Linked DNA regions of Anser cygnoides: region 2 is linked to region 1. The links are chromatin contacts, called in public Hi-C maps. All regions are on one chromosome and are shown on one strand. The core of a region is the stretch at or near the end of the contact, and the rest is flanking DNA. Distances in the headings are between cores, read along the strand shown.

Region 1 (4,022 bases), core at 92-2,591:
AAGACTGTTTCAGTAAGCCTAAATTAACTACCTCAAAGCTCATATCTCTCCTGGATATGTTTAAAGCCCAATAATCTTAAAAAAAAAAAAAAAAAAAAAAAAGGCTGAAAAACTACAGATATATAAAAATGCTAAGGGATCAGTTTCCCTTAGTTGTAATTAAAACTCTTCCTAAATAAATGATGACTCTGACCTCCGTGTTTGTCTTACAAATGTGATGTCAGTCAAGAAGGGTGTCACGAATTATCTGAGTTAATGAAGGAGCACAATTCTAGGCAGAATAATGCCAGTTATTAAATCAAGATGAGAAATGCAAGTAACGTGTCTCTGACGTTTCTGGTAGCTTTCAAAATAAAGATGACTACTCTGGGACATACAGATAGCATACAAACTGTTTTGCATAGAATATACACTATACAAAACGTTTTATATGGTATATATACTATATACTCAGTGATTAATGTCTCAGTGAGGCATTATATGATCTTAATTATATTTTGTTTCACACCATGCAGGCTACTTCACCTTTGAAAATATTTTTCAGGCACTTTTAAGGCTGTGCAGCCTGACAGGTGGAGACAGAGGGAGTGTCCTCACCTTTCCTGGCAGCAAGCCAGAGCCAGGGAGAGGAAACTGCCCTGAGGAAGGAGAGGGCAAAAAGGAAAGTGTATCCCAGGTCTGCCTGCTTTGATAGGCCTTCTTTACGTTCTAGCTTTTCTCCGCACTCGGTCCTTCCACGTCAGTGAGCCACAGGCAAGACCTTCTGCTTAAAAAGGCTGCTTAAAACACTGCTAATACGTGACTTTTGCCCTTGGAAGCGTTTCGGTGTGCCGCCAAGGCTGTGCCCCCGTTCCCGGAGGAGGGCCTCGCCCCCGCCTGAAAGCGCCCAGGGACCGGCGCGGCCCTCCCGGGGCAGCCCCGGGGGTGCTGGCGTGCGGCGGGGCCGTTACCTGAGGCCGGGCTGGCTCCTCCCGGCGCGGATCCGGCGCACCCTCAGCGGCAGGCCCAGCAGGCAGCTCAGGGCCGTGGACACGCGCAGGATCTGCCCGCCCTGCAGGGGGAACGGCGCTCGTCAGCCGCTGCGGCTCCCGGCCCCGCTGCCCGCGGGCGGGGCGAGGCGAGCGGAGCCCAGCGCTGCCCAGCCCGGCGCGGATGCTCACCCCCTCCATGATCCCGCCGTCTATCTCCACCCTGTCCCCATCCATGGCTGGCAGCGAGCAGAGGCGGCGAGGGGAGCCGGAGCGGGCCCCGAGGACGGCGAGACCCCAGCGAAGCAGCACCCCCAGACCGCTACCGCGCCGTCAGACGCCGGTGCCGGTGCCAGTACCAGGCGGCGGCGCTGGAGCAGGCGCAGAGAACGCCGGCGGGGGCGGCACCGCTTCGTGAGGAGCCGCCGCCGGGTCCCAGCGCCCGGGCGGCCGCGTAGCGGGCAGGGACAGCGCCCTCCTACCCGCCGCAGCCACCCCGTCCCTTCCCGTCCTGTCCCGGAGCCAGAGCGGCGACGGATCAGGCCGGGGAGCGGCCGGACTTCCCGCCGTGCGGCTTGTCTCAGTGTTGGGATCGTTACAGGAACGCGGACGCGCACACACACACGGGGCCCCTCTCGAAAGTTTATTACAGAGTACCGGCAGCGGCCGGACCCTTGGCGCTGCCCCTCGCCCCGCCAACGGCTGTCCCCCGGGAGTTCCGGGGGCGCTGGGTCCGGGGGTCGCCGTGCCGTTCCCTCACGGAGCGCGGCCCCGGCCCCTGGCCCCGACCCCGCCGCCACCGCCCCGCTGCCGGCCCCGCCGCCCGGTTGGCTGCGGCTCGCGTGGCTGCGCGCGGGTTGGCTGCCGGGTGGGAGGTGTGCGGGGCGGCGGCCGGTGCCTCCCGGGCTAAGATGGCGGCCGTGACCGCGCTGCGGAGCAGCTGCAGAACCGCGGGGCGCCTGGTAAGGGAAGGGCTGGGGGGGGGGCTGTGTAGCCGCCGTAGTTGCGCGGGCAGCGTGCGGCGTCTCCGCCTCAGCGCTTCTCCTCAGGCGGCAGCGAGCGAGACCTGCGCGGCTGAGCCTGGGTGCGAAGGCGACGCGCTCGGGGACTGGCGCCTCCCCTCAGCCCCCTCTCCCTCAGGGGCTCCCCGCGATCCTGCGCCTCAGTGCCTGCAGCGAAAGGGACCCGTGCCCCCCGCGGCAGGCCACTGACAGCCTTCTGGCACTTGTCGGTCGTCTGAGTCGCTGCGTTGCTTCCCATCTCTCCGCCTGTGCACCGATCCCTTTGTATAGCGCGTCTGTGCAGCCAGGCGAGGTATAGGTGTGCAGAAGGGAGAAACGTGCGTTTCTGTCAGTCACAAGAGCCCTGATATTTGTGAATTAAGTAGTTCGGGCACCGCACTTCAAGAACTGCATCTGGTTGGTTTCTTTCTGGGATGCTTACAATCACTTGAGGATATACCATCATGAAGATATTACTTTTGTAGTTATCTAGTTTTAGGTTACATATAACTCATTTTACTGATCAAATAATTTTGGAAATAGCAGCCTCTTTTCAGTTTTATTCCTAGCCAAACCAAAGTCTTAAATCCAGAAGGAGATTCTGATGAGATGAAAGTGTTCATCTAATCAGTGTACATGCTGAACCATAGATCTCAGAGTTGGCTATTTATAGCGTGTTTCTTGCAAGCATGATTTAATTTTTGCTAGATGCTGATTCTTCTTGTGACAATGTACTGTGAAACAATGTTAACATCCAAGAAAAAAAAAAGATGCCTATTACAATTTTGAAGTGTTATGTTTGAATATTATTATTTTTTTTTTTTTTTTTTCTGGTTGTCAAGGGGAAGAAAGACAGGTTGTGGTGGTTTGTGGAGGCTGTAAGTTGTGAGGAAGAAAAGAAAGGAGCCTGGCATTCCTGGGTTAAATGGTGGAGAAATAACAGTTAGCTAGAGGCTAGGCATGGTGCCAATTGTTAAGGCAAGGAATAATGTCTGTCTGGAATATGCTGGTAAGGGTGTTGGTTTAGTGTGTAGGTAACTTTATACTTGGAAATACAGAAGATGTATGCAAAACAAATCCCAGATAATTAAATGGTCAATAAAAATGACTCAATATGACAGCAAGTCAAAAGAGTTCCATAGAGGAATGTCCTTTAATATGAAATTGTTGCCTTTGAGCACAACGTACTCAATATGACTTTGAAATTGAGTGTTACTTCATCAGGTAATCTGTTACCTGCGTGCTGTGTTAACAACATTTTGTTCTGAAGCCAGCAGTAGACTTTTAGGATTGGTGGTGGTTTAGAAAAGCACAGTAGGCTTCTTCTTAAGGAAACAGTGCAAATTGATCTAAACAGGGGCAAGACAGTTCTTCCCCAAATAGCATTGTGTGTTGCCTTGGTTCAAGCCACAAGTCTCAGGTCATCCACAAAACAGTGGCTGATACCTCCTCAATATCAGTGGGAGACTGGAGCAGGCTATTGGTCTCTTCTTCTGACGGTAACTCTGCTCCTTGAAAAGATGCCCAGGAGAGTTTAAGTTGTCATACAGCACGATAGTGGTGACATAAACATAACTGCTAGTACTTTGCTACTTGGGATTTATTATTATTTTATTTTTCCAGATACCAAGATACATAGGTTGTTTAACTTTTTTGACATTTAGTAGTTGCATGAATATGTATGGGTATGCGATGAATGTTAGAACTAATCTTGTCTTTTATATGCTCTTATTGTTTCCTTACTTCGCATTATGCAGCAAGTAGTATTATGGTGATTAAATACTGAATACAAGCACGGTCTTTTTATTTTATGGTATAAAATTGTTTACCTTGTTAGAAAGGAATACTGTTCTATGAAGAGATTGGATACCGTATTATTGCTTTAACATACTAGCACACCAACTTTTTACTAGATAATGTGCAAAACCTGCAAACCAAAATAATTAAGTTATGTGAAATGCAGCAATTTTGAATTATTCTTACAGATATAATTTGAAACAGCATTGAAACTTTTCTGTAACAAAACCAGTCTGTTTTTTGGCAGTGACATTAC
Region 2 (4,449 bases), core at 997-3,496, 130 kb before region 1:
AACATTCTGAAAGCATTTTAAAAGGTGTAAGCCTACTATAAAAGCTATGAGAGAATGCTGGAACTGAAAAAAAAAAACATGGAGGTTATTTGATATAGTTTTACATGAGGAAGAGAAAGATAAAGAGTATTTTCTATGCTTAGGGTTCTAGCTAACTGCCACTAATGAAAAGCTTGTATGCAACCAAAACATTTGTTATTTTGCCAAAGGTATGTAAGTCTGCAAACAATTTTTGAGAGGGGGTCTTCAGTTTCCAGTCACATATGCATTCTAGATATACTAACCTAGCCAGATATGTTTACAAGGAACAGGCTTAAGCATAAACTATCTAGGGATTCTAGATACTGGGAATGTAGCTTGTTAAACAGCTCCATCTTTGCTTCTGTTGCCCAAGATACCTTAGTTAAAGCTAACTTGAGACTGCTCATGCATATTCCCCTCAATGTGGCGTGCACTTAGAAATGTGTGTTGCATTGGCCTGTAATGAAAGTTTGAGTAAAAATAATGTATGGTTTTGGATATATTGCCCTGTAGAGAATTTCTACTCCAAGACATTGCTTGTAAATAAAGAGTTGAGTATTTGTTTTAATTACAGGTAAAAATACAAGAGAAAGCCATATAGAACAACATAGATAAACACATTGATTTCCATGGAAAGCAAATACCCTCCAGCAACCTTTACTTAATGTGGTGTTACTGAAGGCTACAGTCTCAGTCTTGCAAGTATGTTGTACAGAATAGTACTTACTAGTAAGAAAGAAATTCCTTGCTTAAGCTCATAGGACCAGACTCAAAGAGAGTGATACTTAGGAATATTAGTTCTGGAGCTATTAAAAAAAAAAGAAAGAAAGAAAAGAAAAAAAGAAAAGAACAATGTAAGAATGCAGGTACAAAATAATTAGAACCAATACCAAAAATAAATAAGCAGCTACAAAAATAAATACTTGAAAAAGTGTTTTCACTTCAGCACTTTTTAAAGTTTTTAAGTATCATCATGTGCTTATGACACTAGATTAAAAACAGAAGAGTCAAAAGTGTTTTACACTCCTGTTTAGCCTCATCTGCAAGCACACTAGAATTAAGTATGTGAACTGGGAGTGATTCTAGGTTACGTTATGAAAAGATGGGGATAATAATGTGGACCTCAGAGCTGCATATTACATTATTACGTCTTTCTAAGGTATTTCAACTTTTTTTTTCTCTCCTCTGGGGAAGAATAGCATCATTTTTCTTTAACAGATTACCTCACTTTTATTACCTTTTTCTTGAATAGGTGTGAGAATGAGACGAGCAGTCTGCTCTATTTGGCACTTACAAGTTCTTTTGGAAGGGGTGGGTGGAAGAAAGGCATTTCCAATGCTTTTAATGCTTCTGTTTCTCTGTCAGGAGGTTAATTGCAGCCAACAGGCTAATTCAGCTTTTCTGAATCAACTGCCAGAAGTCAAATCTTTCTTCAAGCAGAAAGCCACGGGTGCCTTCTTGTCGTGTTACCACAGCCCTGGCAGCGCACGTGAAACATTTCACCGCTGCTTAACCCCTCAGTTACTTCTCGGGGAGAGCCCTCAACTCATCCTAGCGCGTTGGGAGCTTCGTGCAGTGTCGGAGCCGCATGTCGCAGTCCTCTACCGCCGGACGCCTTCCGCGACGCCTCGGTCCCCTCAGAGCTGAGGGCGCGGCCGCTGGCACGAGGCCAGGAGGCGGGAAGGCAGCGCCGCCGGGGCGAGACCCTCTCGGGGGGCGTGCCCGGGAGCGGCCGTCTCTTCAGCGCCCCGCTCATTGGCCGGAGGGCTGGCAGAGCAGCTTTGGATTGGCGGCGCTGCCTGTCCATCAGGCCAGACGGCGGAGCGGAGACGGCCGGGCCGGGAACCCCGCAACCGAACGCCCCAGCCCGGGCAGGGCGGCGGCGGTGGTTCCGCCCGGGCCGTGTGGCGCCCCCCGCTGAAGTATTCGCGGCGCCTCCGGGGCTGCCCTGCCCCACGGGGGCGTTCCGCAGTGGCAGCCCCGGGGCAGGCCGAGGAGAAGGAAGCGCCGCGGGGCGCCTGGCCGCTGCGCGGTGGGGCGGGGGCGGAGCCGCCGGGGGGGCTAAGGGCGGCCGCCCGCCTCGGCTCGGCTCAGCCCCGGGCCGGTGCAGACAAAGGCCCCGTGCCGCTGTTGCTAGCGCGCCGCCGGTCGCCTGGTAACCGCCCGCTGCCTCCTTATCCGGGGGCGGCTCCGGGCTGGGGGCGGAGCGGAGCCCGAGTCCCTACGGGCGCTCTCCCGCCCGCCCGCCGCGTCCCGGAGCCGCTTCTCGCCTCCGCCCCGGTTCTTATGCGGCTTGCGGCGCTGCCGGCAGCGGGTGGCCCCTCCGGGCAGCGGGCCGCTTCCCGGCCACCGCGTCCCGGCGCCGCCCGGGGCCGCCATGAGCTCGGAGCCGCCCCGCGCCTCGCTGCTCCGCGCCCTCTTTAAGATGGAGCCGGTGGCGGCCGCCGCCGAAGTGCTGGGGGGAGCCTCCGAGTTCGTGAAAGGTGAGTGCGGCCGGGCAGCCGGCCCGGCCCCGACCCCCCGGGAAGGAGCCCCGGCTTATGCCCCGTCCTGGCCCTGCCGCAGCCTGGGGAGGTCGGGGGCCCGCTCGGCTCTGCCCCCCTTCGCCTTGCGGTTTTCGCGAGTCGCCTGCCCCGCTGCTGCGGGGAACGCCTAAGTAGTTCCTTCCTCCTCTCTTTTCCGGCAAGAAGCGGGGCCGGCACCTGTTGCTACGCCTCTGCTGGGTTCCCCTCTGCTCGCAGGGTGTCTGCCCGCGTGGGGGATCCCCTCCCCTGCCCCCCGGCCGTGCTGGGACCCCCCCCGCCGCAGCGCCGGGCTCTGGGTCCGGTCCGAGGGCAGCCCCCGACTGTCTTTCAGACCGGCTGTACTTCGCCACTCTGCGGAATAAACCCAAGAGCACGGTGAACACCCACTACTTCTGTACTGATGAGGAACTGGTCTATGAAAAGTAAGTGCTTTCATCTGTTGCGTTTTGTATGTTAAAAGGGATTGCTTCTTCGGTATTCTGTAGAGTACTTTTACTCCCCTATTAGTTACTTTGATGAAGTGTTGGTATAAGTTAGCTTGAACATATATATAACCTGTCTGAAGCTAGTTTAACTTTTTTTTTTTAAATAGGAAAAAAAAAGCTCACAAGACCAGTTAAATTGTAGTTGAGCTAGGGTAAAATAGTTGACCTCTGTAAGATTGCTTTATAAGGTGGAAAAGATCTCTTAGATTAAGTATGCCTTGTAAACAGTGTCTTTAATAGAAGACTTTCATATATTCATACTCCACAAAAGTTTTTTGCTATGTGTTTTCCTTTATCAAGCGTATGAAATGATCACCTTTCATACAGAATCACAGAATGCAAAGCTTAAATTTGCTTTTGAAGAACATCTGCAACTTATTTTAATGGTTTTGATATAGCACTTCCTGTTGGCTTTTGGAGCTTTAGAACAGCAGAGAAAGTATTCTGTGAAGTTAAAGCCCCGTGTGTTTGGAAGATTCTGACAGCATGTAGAAGGTCAACAGTTAAACTGAGTGTAGTTAGAGTACTTCTAAGAGACATGAAATAATTACACTGAACAAATAAAGTAATAGCCCTATGCTGTGGTCACAGAGTTGTCACTGTACACTGTGTTCCCAGCTCAGCTGTTCCATCCATGATGGTAGCTATAGCTGCTTGACAAAGGATTTGCTGCAGTACCAAGACTTTTCTAGTGGAACAAGAAAAAGTTCTAGTTATGTCTTTAAACATAACTTTTTTTTGCCCATGTGTTGAAAAACTTACAAGCATCAACTGTACCCTACTCCAGTGACTTCAGTGTTGCTTCTGTGGAGGTGTAAACTAATCATCCTTTGTTTCTAGCTTATCTTCTATGCAAATCTTAAAGTTCTGGGTTTTATTTTCTACACGCATTTCTGAATCTTCATTGTCTTCTAAAGGAGATCCTGATGATCCTTCTTCAAAGTTAACTTTTGTAATTTACTGTTTGGATTGCAAATATTTTCTGTAACAATCACTGAAGGAAACTAAATAAATATATTCCTTAATCCATGTGTCAATTAACCACACACCAGAATGTATAATAATACCATGTATATTTACAAGATAATGGAAGGAAGTCACATTTCCTTTATCTTCTAGGGACTTTGGACATATAATTTGTGGTATATTTTCTGAATCCATAGTTCCTAATCTATTGGGACCTTTTTAAAGGTATCATCCATATTTGATACAGTAACAGTACTCTTCCTGTTGTACTCTCCAATAGTAAAACTTAATATGAAGTAGAAACTAAGTGACAGTTGCTGGCTGGTATGAATGCATCCTGTATAATAACCTAGCTCTTCTAGATAAACGGTACTAAGCTTTCCATTGATATTTGTAACGCAGCATGCATCGCTATCAGTTATGCAATATTTGGTGGTAAAACCATATCTGAT

The links. A called contact is a pair of places that touch in the nucleus more often than the background predicts.
Region 2: a contact with region 1 is called in a Hi-C map of liver, with 4 times the contacts expected there. The contact joins the promoter of CDC14A here to the promoter of RTCA in region 1. A contact is called at or near these places in 4 of 7 Hi-C or Micro-C datasets (granulosa cells and liver).

What each region holds. Positions count from the first base shown.
Region 1 is chr8:4,297,336-4,301,357 of Taihu_goose_T2T_genome, reverse strand. It overlaps RTCA (RNA 3'-terminal phosphate cyclase), which reads right to left and starts at 1,341. Exons shown (of 11, transcript XM_048067237.2): 1 at 1,161-1,341; 2 at 951-1,051. The coding sequence starts at 1,205. It overlaps DBT (dihydrolipoamide branched chain transacylase E2), which reads left to right and starts at 1,732. Exons shown (of 11, transcript XM_048067214.2): 1 at 1,732-1,930. The coding sequence starts at 1,880.
Region 2 is chr8:4,430,534-4,434,982 of Taihu_goose_T2T_genome, reverse strand. CDC14A (cell division cycle 14A) reads left to right here and starts at 2,246. Exons shown (of 17, transcript XM_048066986.2): 1 at 2,246-2,504; 2 at 2,878-2,968. The coding sequence starts at 2,399.